Linked DNA regions of Sus scrofa: regions 2 and 3 are each linked to region 1. Evidence: chromatin contacts called from public HiChIP or PLAC-seq and promoter capture Hi-C data. All regions are on one chromosome and are shown on one strand. Each heading gives the region's core, a stretch centred on a gene start, on an enhancer-like site or on the middle of the called end of the contact. The rest is flanking DNA. Distances are from core to core; before and after follow the strand shown. Region 1 holds the start of ERBIN (erbin). Region 2 holds the start of PPWD1 (peptidylprolyl isomerase domain and WD repeat containing 1). Region 3 holds the start of TRAPPC13 (trafficking protein particle complex 13).

Region 1 (4,018 bases), core at 704-3,203:
AGATACTCATCACTTATTAGGTGGCAGACCCGGTCAAAACATTTGGGCCAACAACAACAAAAAAATGTAAATAATGTGCTAACCAAAAAGCACAGCTATTTATCACAATCACTGTGATGCCCATGAACACTGTTTTAAGCGTTTTACTTCCTTTCCTATACATTCAGTTCCGAATTGCACAGAAGTCCTAACAAATCAAACCACTTACAGGCATTCATGTTTGCTTTTTAATCATCACTCTTTAGCCGTAACACTTTTTCTCCCTACTAGGTCAGTTACAAGAAAAATCTTGTAGACAGTAGCTTGTAGACAACACCAAACAAGTATTATAAAGTTATAAATGTCCGAAAAGAACAAGTTACTGAAGACATATATATTACCCACCTGAAAAAACGACTAAGAACGGCAAAGAGTTTTTTGTTTATAAAACCCAATGAAACACAGTCATAAGAGTTGGAACTAAATAACTCCATATACATTTAAATGCAAAAGCAAAATAATCGGTAACAGTATAAACAAATACTGTGGCAGCCATCTCAACAGCAGCCGATTGCTCGCCGCAGTGACCTAACTTTCATCCAAAACAAAAGTTGTCAGGTTCAGCAACTTAATAAATCAAAAACATACATTGTATATGTTCCGGGAAACTAAGATTTCTGGACCTTCTGCTGAACAAAGGCATTCTTTCCTCGGAATTGCTTAAAACTTTTCGTCCCACCGCATTCTTACAACCTCTTCTAAAATGACCAGGGTCCAGATGGTAGAAAGGAGAATAAAATCAGTTCTACTGCTTTGCACCTAAATCACTACCCCGTCCGACAGGAGAGAGGGAGAATTTAGGGCAACTTGAGAAAAAGTGGAAAACACTAAAGTTTCCTCTCTTTCCTGGCCGGGGAGCTTTGTGACTCGCAGACACTTTGGGTGAAAATTACCTTTCGGTCGGGCAGTGTCTCAGGACAGCTTTTTCAAGGCTTCGCCTGACATGATTTCCTCCCCTTCATTAGTCACTTCGGATCCAGCCGAATTTCTCTCTCCGGTGAGAGCGGATGTGGAGTGGCCTCCCGCAGTAGGAAGAGTAGGTGGCTCCGGTGGGGGTTGGGAAGCGGGCTGGCTTCCTGGTCTCGAGTTTTGCAGGAGTTTCCCAGCCCCAACTAGGATCTCCGTCGAAAAAAAAACTTTTCACTCGTGACACCGCCCGGAATTACCGTGCGAAACTCACTTCCTGCCTTGGCGAGCAGCAGGATCCAGCTCGGTCCAGGGGAACCCGGAAAACCAGCTCCACGCGCGTCGGGCGGGGGAGGGCAGGGGGCGTCAGCCGAGAGCCTGGGACTCCGGGCGACCCGCGCGCCCCGATATCCGACGGCAGGCGAACCTGGCCCGCGGGGGCAAAGATGCCACCGGGGCGCTGGGAGAGCCTCTGCCGCGCTAGGCCGCCGCCGCCTCCTCGCCGCCACCCCCGGAGCCGGGCGGCGGGGTTATTGTCTCGGTAGCGCCTGCCGCGCCCTTCGCCCGCGCGGCCGCAGCCGCGGCCGCCCGGAGCCCGAGCCGAGGGGCCGGGCAGGCTCGATGGCGGCCCCCTCCCCCGGCCGGCCGTCGGGCTGTCCGTCCTTCCGTACGTCCCTCCCCGCCTTCCTTCCCTGCCCTCGAGCCCTCTTCTCCTCCCCCTCCTGTTTTCCCGCCACCGTCCCCTCGCTCCCCTCCTCGTTCTTCTTCCCTGGCGGCGGTGGCTCCCCCGGGAAGCGCAGGGGGTGGGGGCAGGCGGCGGCTTCGTCTCCTCACAAGCTCGCGGGGCCGCGGCAGGGGCCGAGACTGCGTCCCGCGCCGCCGCGCCACATTCACTCGAGCGAGAGACTGCGAGGGGCGGGGAGGGGAGGGGAGGGGAGGGGAGGGAGGGAGCGGAGAGAAAGGAGGAGGAAGGGGGCTGGGGCGGAGGGGAGTTACTGCCTCACAGGCCGCGGAGGCAACAGCGCCACCGCCCCGGCGGCGAGGGGGGAAGAGGCTGCGCGCGGCGGCGGCTCCGCGGCGGGGGCGGGGCGGCCTCCCGCCCGCTTCGCCCCAACCTCCAACAGCCGGGCTGGAGGCCGGCGCGAGCCAGTCACCGCGCGCGGGGGCGGTGCGGGCCGACGTCGGTGGCGGCGGGGGGCGGCGGCGGCAGCGGGGGGTGATAGTCTTGGGGGCCCGGGAGGCGGGGCCGGCGGCCGGGGGTTCGCGAGCTAGGTCCGGCGTGAGGCCAGCTCTGGCCCAGGCCCGGGAGGCCTGCGTGCTGCTCCCCAGCCGCCCAAGGTGGGGATGCGGGCGAAGTCGATCCCGGCTGCCCTGCGCCCAGCCTGGAAGAAGAGAGTCCTTGGAGTTTCCGTCGTGGCGCAGTGGTTAACGAATCCGACTAGGAACCATGAGGTTGCGGGTTCGGTCCCTGCCTTGCTCAGTGGGTTAACGATCCGGCGTTGCCGTGAGCTGTGGTGTAGGTTGCAGACGCGGCTCGGATCCCGCGTTGCTGTGGCTCTGGCGTAGGCCGGTGGCTACAGCTCCGATTCAACCCTAGCCTGGAACCTCCATATGCCGCGGAGCGGCCCAAGAAATAGCAACAACAACAACAAAAAGACAAAGACAAAAAAAAAAAAAAAAAAAAAAAAAAAAAAAAAAAAAAAAAAAGAAAGAGAGTCCCTAGGCCTCCTCCACTCCTGCCAATTGAGTTTCTTTGTACAGCAGTGATCGGTGCGAAGGGTTCAAGTCCAACCCCGATTTTAAGCCTGCAGGTATCTCTTTCAACTGCAGCACTCCAACTTCCTCTAATGGCACGCTCAGTTTGCAAGAAACCACTGCGGTAGCACGGCGGAGCTTCCCACGCCGGCCTTTGCTCCGAGCTTGCTCTCGCAGAAACGCAGCTGGGGTTCCTCCAAGTCTCAGCCTCACCAGCTGAGACAAAGCTGGCGCTGAGAGGGGGAAAATGGCCCGCGAAATTGCCTCAAGATAGTGTCTTTGTTAGAGGCAACATTGGATACCCTCTGAACGCAACGTAGGCTTTCAACCCCAGCGGTTTAGATGGTGCAGTTGTTGAATTACACTGGCCCTAATGATTCAGCCTGGCAGGGTTTGCGTTTATTGCGGAGAAGAGAGCTGCTTAGGCATTCTGTCAACACATATGGCATAAAACGCCTCAACCACAACATTGCACAGTTTTTGCAGTTCCTGCTTTAAACATGTTAACAGACAAGCCGGCCTTGTTTTACCCGGAGAAAGAACGCAATAGATACGAAACAAACCATTCCCCGCCCCCAGGCTCTGCCATGCTTAACCATGTACAATGCTGGTAATTACTCTCTGTGCCCCTGAAGTCATTGCTTCAGTTCTTCCGTCTGTGTTCCAGAGATAATTATTTATTACCAACTTTGAGTAAAGAGCTGTATGCCCTACAGATGATTTTTGGCTTGCAACCAAATGAAGGAGTTGATAAAGTACATCAAAGAATTATTTACCAAAGTGAGTCGTACACTGGTGACAAACATTTGAAATAACTGCAGATATTTAAGATATTCTGCTCGAGGTGGAAACTTTCAGCCACTTCAGAACTGCTAGAATTAACACCGTTCTTTAGCCTACAGAAGAAGTTGAAGGTTCACAGATGGTACCAAAATGTTCAGGCTTATTCAGTGCTGCATCGGAAGTAAAAGCATTAAACTGAAAGTTAGGAAAAGAAACACCAGCCAGGTATACTAGTAATGCCAAGCTAGTTATTTATGTGAATATGAATCTTGGCCATTATATAAAAATTAGCATATTGTATAACCTATTCTTAACCATCGCAAAAAGATTTCTTACTCCACTTTCAAAAGCTGGTTTGAGTCTGAGCAAACTCGTGGTGTAGCTCTCAATTGAAAATGTCACCCTGTTAAAGCATCCCAGGATGGAGAGTCTTCCGCACCAGCCTGACCAGTTGGATACTGGGATTCTAAAGGTGCATTTGGTCTCCGGTTGATTCAAGACCTCTTTAAATGTGGCATCGTAGATTCAAGTAAAC
Region 2 (4,018 bases), core at 714-3,213, 330 kb after region 1:
AATTTAGCTGTCTCAACTGCGTTAATTTTATAAGCTCTTTGTCTTCTAATGCTAATATCAGAATTTTGGTATTTTTGGATTTTTCCATTCCCTCCGCTCATTTCCATAAAAAAAGACATGAAATACAATGCAATAAATTACTAGTATAAACAATGTAATATTCATTCATTCAATACTTATTGATAATCTGCTACATTCAAAGCACTATACCAAGCATTGGAGCAAAACAGGCACGGCCCTCATTCTTATACACTTAAGTCTTTTTTTCTTCATCCTTTTTAATGGTTGCACCTGTGGCACATGGAAGTTCTTGGGCCACGCATTCAATGTGAGCTGCAGTTGTGACTTACTACATAGCTGTGGCAATGCTGGATTCTTTAACCCACTGGGGATAGAACCCATGTCTCTGCAGAGACCCAACTGCTGCGGTCAGATTCTTAACTCAATGTACTACAGCAGGAACTCCATTCTTACAGTCTTAACAGTCTTAACATTAATCAAACAATCACATGAATAAATATATAATTATAAAACACAGCAAGTGCAATGAGGAAACACTTGCTATAAGGACATTTAACAGGAAGACTATCAGTGAAAAAGATAATGCACTTTCAGGGTGTTGGTGTACAGTGTTCAAAAAAGTAGCTTCTTCAAAATTCAAATACACAAAATTTGAAGGCTAACTATAAATTCAGTGTGATAAACATACCTCAGATTTATGATCAACGTGCTTTAGAAACCCAGCCCTGACTGGAGAGGTCGCAAGTTTCCTAAAGGAGTTTATAGCTCAACTGACTGCTAAAGGCTGAACAATAGTTAGCTAGTTGAAATGGGTGAGGGAAATCATTCCAGGTAGAGACACCAGGATACCTATGAGTAAGAAGGAGCTACAAGTTTTTGGGAGAGGGAAGTAATGGAAATGTGCTGAGGGAGGTTAAGGAGAGATCATATCAAGAAGGGCTTTGTATGTTATGTTAGGGAGTTTGGACATTGTTTTGAAAATAATGAGAAATCACTTAAGAATTTTAAGAAGGGAGAATAGTAAAGATCTGAACTTCTAGAAAGATCATATTTTAATGGTGTGATACGTTCAAGGAAAACATTTCAAAGAACTTGAGAAATCTATCCCCTTCACCACTCCTCTTGTTTGATAAAATTCTGTCACTATTCCACGTTAGGGGCAAAATGCTTCAGGCCATGGTACCTCATGAGTAGTTTGAAAACCACAGACCTCGGTTTTAAGATAAAAAAAAATCTGTGATCCAGGAAACTTATTAATTAGGTCAGAAAACGCAGCAGTGTAAAAGTTAGGACTGAAATAATACTTCTCTATTCTTCAAGATTCTGATATAGGCACCACCTTCCCTGGCGGCCCCATACACCACTCTAGAGCTAAAAGCCTTAAATAGAACCAGTACTCATTTCTATATCTGCTAAATAAGTTAAAAATTCCAACCTCACATGGCTGATGCATGTATTAAACAAGAGGGGCCAAACAACTAAGTATCGGCGTTAAGCTTTAGCAGCTATTGTAACAAATCGGTGATAAATACTGTTAGATATTATTTAAAAGACGCGTTACTCAGCCCAAATCACTATTTCGGGAGCATAAAAGAGCGAGAAGTGAAAAGACGACCCTTTGTTCCGAGGGCACAAACCCCCACAATCACACATCCCCGTTTTGAGATCTGGCTTGAACTCTACCACGCAAGGGACGCAGCATTCCAACTCGCTCTGTGCCTATCTCAGCTACCTTTCCTCTTCTTGGCCAATGTTGCCTCTACAGGTAAAGGCCCAACCCAGCGTTCTTCACTTTCCTCTTCATTTTCTTGGGTCACTGCCACTGCCACTGCCAGCTCTCTTTCGCTGAGTTCCGTTTTTTCTGGTTCCTCCGGGACCCGGCGCCTTCTCTTGCTCAGCTGTGAATCGCTGCCGCTTTCTGCCGCCATGTTGTCCGAATCGTCAGAAAAAGTGCGACACTCACAGCTCCGCTACCAATCCTGAATCAGCGGCGCAGCCCTCGCGTCAGCGGCGGAGAGCATTACGGGATTGGCTGGGATGGGTGGGAGCAGTTCCAATCAGTAAGCAGCGCGCGGAGGTTCTGGGCGCGGAGCCGCGACTCCGGTAGGCTGAGGAGACCTGAATTTGCGGCCCTGCGGTGGTAAGCGACGGACCGGGAAGCGCGCCCTTATGTTTGAAACTTGCCCCCGGGTTGGCATCGAGCTATGACCCCGGTAGTGGGACGCTTACGTCCGAGGAACTACCTAACGGCCAGCCAGGCCTTGAGTCCCGTTCTTCACTCTAGAACCCCGACTGTTAGGCGAGAAAGACGCAAGGGTGGGGGAATTTAAAGAACTGGTTAATTTGCAGGCCTCCCTTCAGGTGCTTCAAATAGGACTTTTTTCCTCAGCTTCTTGATTATTTCACACGGTCTCTGAAGAAAGTGGTGAGCGCTTGTTATTGTGGGGGAGAGCGAGGGGCGGGGCAGAAAACCAGGCCTAGTAACCTAAGTTACCGAGCAGCACCATCCACCCTTCTGCCTTCACTGTGGTCAAGGTTTCCATCCCTTAGTGACCTTCTGGACTTAAGCTCTCTTCTTTAAAAAAGAAAAAAAATTAATTGTGGTAAAAAAAACTACAAAATTCTCTGTTAAAAAATTGAGGTAAGGAGTTCCCGTCGTGGCTCAGTGGTTAACGAATCCCACTAGGAACCATGAGGTTGCGGGTTCGATCCCTGGCCTTGCTCAGTGGATTAGGGATCCGGCGTTGCCGTGAGCTGTGGTGTAGGTCGCAGACACGGCTCGGATCCCGCGTTGCTGTGGCTCTGGCGTAGGCCGGTGGGTCCAGCTCCGATGAGACCCCTAGTCGGGGAACCTCCATATGCCGTGGAAGCGGCCCTAGAAAAGGCAAAAAAAAAAAAATTTTTTTTTGAAGTAAAATTGACATACAATATATTAGTTTCAGATATACACTATAATGATTCGATTTTTGTATATATTGTGAAATGACGACCACAGTAAGTCTAGCTAACATCCATTACTGTACATAGTTACAGAATTATTTTTCCCCTGTGGTGAGAACTTTTAAAGTCTTCTCTCTTAGCAACTTTCAAATATGCAATACAGTATTATTAACCGTATTCAACATGCTGAACATTATGTTCCCATGATTTAGTTTATAATTGTAAGTTTGTACCTTTCAACCCTCTTCACTTATTTGCTCCTTACCCCTGCTCTGGCAACCACCAGTCTGTTCTTTGTATGTATGAGCTTGATTTTTTTTTTTCTGTTTATTTATATTTATATTTTACAGATAAGTGAGATATCATGTGAGATCATGTGAGATCATGTGGTATGTCTTTCTGTCTGATTTATTTCACCTAGAATAATGGTCTCAAGGTCCATCTACGTTGTTGGAAGTGGCAAAAGTTCATTCTTTTTTTTTTTTTTTTTTTTTTTTTTTTTTTGCTTTTTGGGGCCATGCTAGCAGTATATGGAAGTTCCCAGTCTACGGAGCTACAGCTGAGGGACTATGCCACAGCCACAGCAACTTGGGATCTGAGCCGTGTCTGTGGGCTACACTACAACTCATGGAAATGCTGGATCCTTAACCCACTGAGGTCAGGGATCAAACCCGCATCCTCATGGATACTAGTTGGCTTCATTTCTGCTGAGCAAAGTGACTCAGTCATATGTATATATATATATATGTATATATATATATACACACACACACATATATATATATATTTATAAAATACTCTTTTTCTCACATTGTCCTCCATCATGTTCCATCACAAGTGACTGGATTTAGTTCACTGTACTGTACAGCAGGATCTCATTGCTTATCCACTCCAAATGCAATATTTGCATGTATTAATCCCAGATTTCCAATCCTTCCCCCTTGGCAACCACAAGTCTGTTCTCTAAGTCTTTGAGTTTCTTTTCTGTGGAAAGGTTCATTTGTGCCATATGTTAGATTCCAAATATAAGTGATATCATAAGGTATTTGTCTTTCTT
Region 3 (4,018 bases), core at 415-2,914, 270 kb after region 1:
CAATTTGTATAAAATGACCTCAATCAGCTAATAGAACTGCTCCAAACTCCCAGCAAAGTAGAGTCAGTAAGGGAATGATGTTAGAAAATGCTGTTTCTTTCATTAGAAGGCAAAAGGGAGTCTTGGAAAGATGAAGGCTTTGTGTTGAAATATTACCTTAATCACTTACTAGCTCTGTGGTCTCGATAAAGTTTAACTTCTGAGAGTTAAGTAATATCTATTCCATATACTTGATGTGAGCCTGAGATAAAGAACAGGATAGTTTCTTCTTTCTTCAGGAATAAGTCATTTCAGTCCAGGTCATTTGCTCAGGCTAAGCTTATAGGTCCTATTGCTATACTAGTTAACATTTCAGTTTCTTAGTTCTACGGTCAGACAGTTCTGATATGTCCAACTATCAGTGTATGATTTTACGTTACAAATGAAACCGGTGAGCTTCTGTAATGTTTGCTGCTTACACTGTCACTGAGGGGATAAGGGTCCCTCAAAATGGATACCACAAGGAAGGTAAATGCAATTCAACTGAATTCATGGGCCTAGGGAACATTTTCACAGCCCAGTTCAAGAAGATATTGGTAACCACATAGTAGTGCATACAAGAAATAAATGCATTTGTGGTAATAAAAAATAGATGAAATAAAGCTGAAAGCATTTCAAATAAAAAGTTTCAGAAAACAATTCCAGAAAAGTAAGCCCTGCTAGTTTCCCCTAAATAATAATCAATTAAATGATCAAACGTACTCGAAGTTGTTTGCTGTGTACAGAAAATGAAAACTGACACGAATATTCCCATATACACAATACTTTGAAGTAAACTGCAGTGATTTTTAACAAACCTAAATTATATGTTGTGGTATTACGTATTTTTAAATCCTTGGCACAATAACTAGACTAAATTTCACAAATGAAGCTGAAGCCTGGTAACACTGTCATTGCCGCGTCAAGAGATAAGAGACAGAGGAAAAAACCACTTTAGATACCCGCTGTTAATGGTCTCATTTGACAGGGCTCTCCCCAGGGTAGGGAGGTCAACTACTGCCAAAAATCTCTCCGGTGACTGCAGCAGCATATAACAGAGTAAGTAATTTACCACGTATCTATTCCATTTTACAGGGCGATTCTCAAACTCAAAACCCAAAGCGAGGAAACGGCTTCCTCACGCTGGGCGCCCAAGGACAGAGAGGAGGACGAGTACTGACAGTGCTTAAGAAGGACGAGGCCTACATTCCAGAGGCAGGTCTATGTGCCATGAAGCTTCGAGAACTAGTGAGAGAAGGGGAGAAAACAGATTACTGGGAGCCGGGTTCGCAAAGTTTACCTTTCAAGGCCAGCAGGTGCTCCTGCTTGGGGGGATTCACTTCCATTGTGACCGGCACTTTGGAGCCACTGCCTACGGAGGCTGAAGCGGTTCAAACAGCCCGGAAGAAAACAGAAAAGCGCACGTCCGTGAAGACAAGGCATTAAAGACACTCCCAACAGTTTCTGTCTGCCGGTAGCGCCTTATATACTCTTCTAACCACGTCCTTTACTGACCCAACGGCTCCTTTTTACCAAAGTCATCTCTTGCCTCTTACAGGCCTATACATAAAATACTTCTCTATTTTCCAGCCACAGCCACACGCCGCTCTTTCAAGAAAGCACTCCACGGTAACAATACACAACCTCCCAAATACCTACACTGCAGAGTAATTGATATAAATGTGGCACGCTGGGATTTGTAGTTTAAAAGCCGCATGGCATGCAGGGAGATGTAGTCCCCGGTCTCCGTTCGTTAGAGGGAAGAAGTCATTGCTGGGGTAGGAGTTTCATCCCAACAATTTTCTTCTGTTTTATCCTCTCTTTTTTCCCTTAATTTTGTTCCTTCTATCAAGTTCAGACTCCTCAATAATAACAAAATAACAAAGCGCATCCACTGAAGAGTGTGCAGCCAATCAGCAAACGAGTGCCAGAAGGAGGAGCGAAGAAGTCGGCCCCGCGGCTTCTCCGCGTCGTACTGCGCCTGTGCACCAGCAGCGAGCGCCTAGGCTTCTGGGTAGGTGGCTCTACCCCGCCTCTTAGTGAAGGCCTTGACTGCTGCTTCTGCGGCACTGCACCTCCTAGGATGGCTGCCCTGGTTGTAAACAGGCCTGGTGCGGGACTAGACAGTGGTCGTCAGGGCAGCCGGGGGACAGCGGTGGTGAAGGTGAGGGACCTTGCGTACTCTGTTCTCCGCCATCTGCCTCCAGTTCATGCCGGAGATCTGGCGGCACTACAGCGGCCCTGGCTGTTGGGGGCCGGTATGCGCGGCCCTCTGGGCCCCTCTCGGCTTTACAAGCTTTGCCCTCCCTTCCTGAGGCCTGAGGTTGCATGGTCTCCTGGTCATGCTAGTCTTCTGCTTGGAGTCGCCAACGGGGACATTTGTGAAAAGGAGCCTATCGACATGTTAGAGTGACCTGGGCTGGTCTTTCTCCAGGTCCTCTGCTTGTAGTTCAGCCCAACAGGCGTTGATTAGCCTTTTTTTTTTTTTTTTTTTTTAAATTAAATTGAGCCATTATTATTGCCAGGTACTACGTTAGGTATGTAAGATCGTTAATATCTATTAGAGGTAAATGTTGATTCTCGTTTTACGGGTGAGGAAACTAAAGTTTCGAATAACACTGTATAGTGGAGCCACAGCTGACTGGCTTTAAAGTACACTTTTCACTATCGTATTACTTCTGTAATGAGAGCTCTATTTTTGCTTGACCTGCTCCTTCCTTTCTTTTTGTAGTACAGTTTGTCAGCACTTTTGAGAAGTCTCCAAAAGTCCCATTAACTCTGGGGAATGTGAATTGCCCTATGACTGAACTTTGAAATTGTATCATGTGTAGATGCTCTAAAATGTATTTACTAAGAAATCAATTGAAATATGTGGAATTCGTTTTTCCATATATAGATAAATAGAGATTCGGAAGGGAGAACTGATTTCAGTGGTTTATAGAATAAGCTAGGAAGATTTATAATCTGTGCTATTGAAAATTCTTATTCCTGACTTCATATTAGAATAGCTGAGGACTTAAAAAAAAAAAAAATAAAAATTAGGCCCCCGGTTCTGATGAAGTTGACATCAGTGTATTTTTTTCATTCCCAGAGTGGTTTTAATGCACAAACTGTTCAGAACCACTGGGTCAGATATCTGAAATTTTCTTAGAATCTTAAATAGTAGACACCTATGATTTTTCACCTAATGTTGGTTTTATATGACATCAAATGATACATTTCTGCTAACAACTGTATTAATCAGTATTGGTAGTTGTTGATTCATCTGACCTTTATATGTTAATGACATTCTGAAGTACATAGACTATCTGAAATGCAGAAGAGCGCTCTTATTAAGCTTGTTGTATGGTTGAGTTTTTATTTATTGAATTATTCTTTTTCTTTTTTAAATTTTATTTACTTAATAATGATTTTTATTTTTTCCATTATAGCTGGCTTAGTGTTCCTTTTTTTTTTTTTTTTTTTTGTCTTTTTAGGGCCACACTCGTGGCACATGGAGGTTCCCAGGCTAGGGGTCCAATTGGAGCTGTAGCCGCCAGCCTACACCACAGCCACAGCAGTGCAGGATCTGAACCTTATCGGTGATCTACACCACAGCTCATGGCAATACCAGATCCTTAACCCACTGAGCGAGGCCAGGAATTGAACATGCATCCTCATGGATACTAGTCAGGTTCATTAACCACTGAGCCATGATGGGAACTCCAAATTAGGCTTTTTCTTTTTCTTTTTTTCTTTTTTTTTTTGCTTTTTAGAACTGCACTTAATGGCATATAGAGGTTCCCAGGCTAGAGGGTGAATCGGAGCTATGGGCTGCTGGCCTGTGCCACAGCCACAGCAAAGCCAGATCCGACCTACAGCACAACTCCCAGCAACGCTGGCTCCTTAGCCCACTGAGTGAGGCCAGGGATCGAAAGGGCATCCTCATGGATCCTAGTCGGGTTCGTTAACCACTGAGCCACGAGGGTAACTCCAGGCTTTTTCTAAGTAGAGAATACCT

What was found. Promoter capture Hi-C pulls out the DNA fragments that hold promoters and counts their contacts. HiChIP or PLAC-seq counts read pairs in DNA pulled down with a chosen protein or histone mark.
Region 2: a contact with region 1 is called in a promoter capture Hi-C map of fetal liver, with 2.3 times the contacts expected there. The contact joins the promoter of PPWD1 here to the promoter of ERBIN in region 1. A contact is called at or near these places in 1 of 5 promoter capture datasets (fetal liver) and 1 of 2 datasets of contacts at active chromatin or transcription factors (alveolar macrophages).
Region 3: an H3K27ac HiChIP or PLAC-seq map of alveolar macrophages shows a contact between it and region 1. The contact joins the promoter of TRAPPC13 here to the promoter of ERBIN in region 1. A contact is called at or near these places in 1 of 5 promoter capture datasets (fetal liver), 5 of 47 Hi-C or Micro-C datasets (alveolar macrophages, brain, embryonic fibroblasts and 2 more) and 2 of 2 datasets of contacts at active chromatin or transcription factors (alveolar macrophages and skeletal muscle).

What each region holds. Positions count from the first base shown.
Region 1 is chr16:44,413,041-44,417,058 of Sscrofa11.1, reverse strand. It overlaps ERBIN (erbin), which reads right to left and starts at 1,953. Exons shown (of 24, transcript XM_021076809.1): 1 at 933-1,953.
Region 2 is chr16:44,078,579-44,082,596 of Sscrofa11.1, reverse strand. PPWD1 (peptidylprolyl isomerase domain and WD repeat containing 1) reads right to left here and starts at 1,963. Exons shown (of 11, transcript NM_001244421.1): 1 at 1,754-1,963. The coding sequence starts at 1,949. It overlaps CENPK (centromere protein K), which reads left to right and starts at 2,033. Exons shown (of 12, transcript XR_002339607.1): 1 at 2,033-2,161.
Region 3 is chr16:44,144,280-44,148,297 of Sscrofa11.1, reverse strand. TRAPPC13 (trafficking protein particle complex 13) reads right to left here and starts at 1,664. Exons shown (of 13, transcript NM_001244746.1): 1 at 1,319-1,664. The coding sequence starts at 1,364. It overlaps TRIM23 (E3 ubiquitin-protein ligase TRIM23), which reads left to right and starts at 2,007. Exons shown (of 11, transcript XM_003134013.5): 1 at 2,007-2,182. The coding sequence starts at 2,102.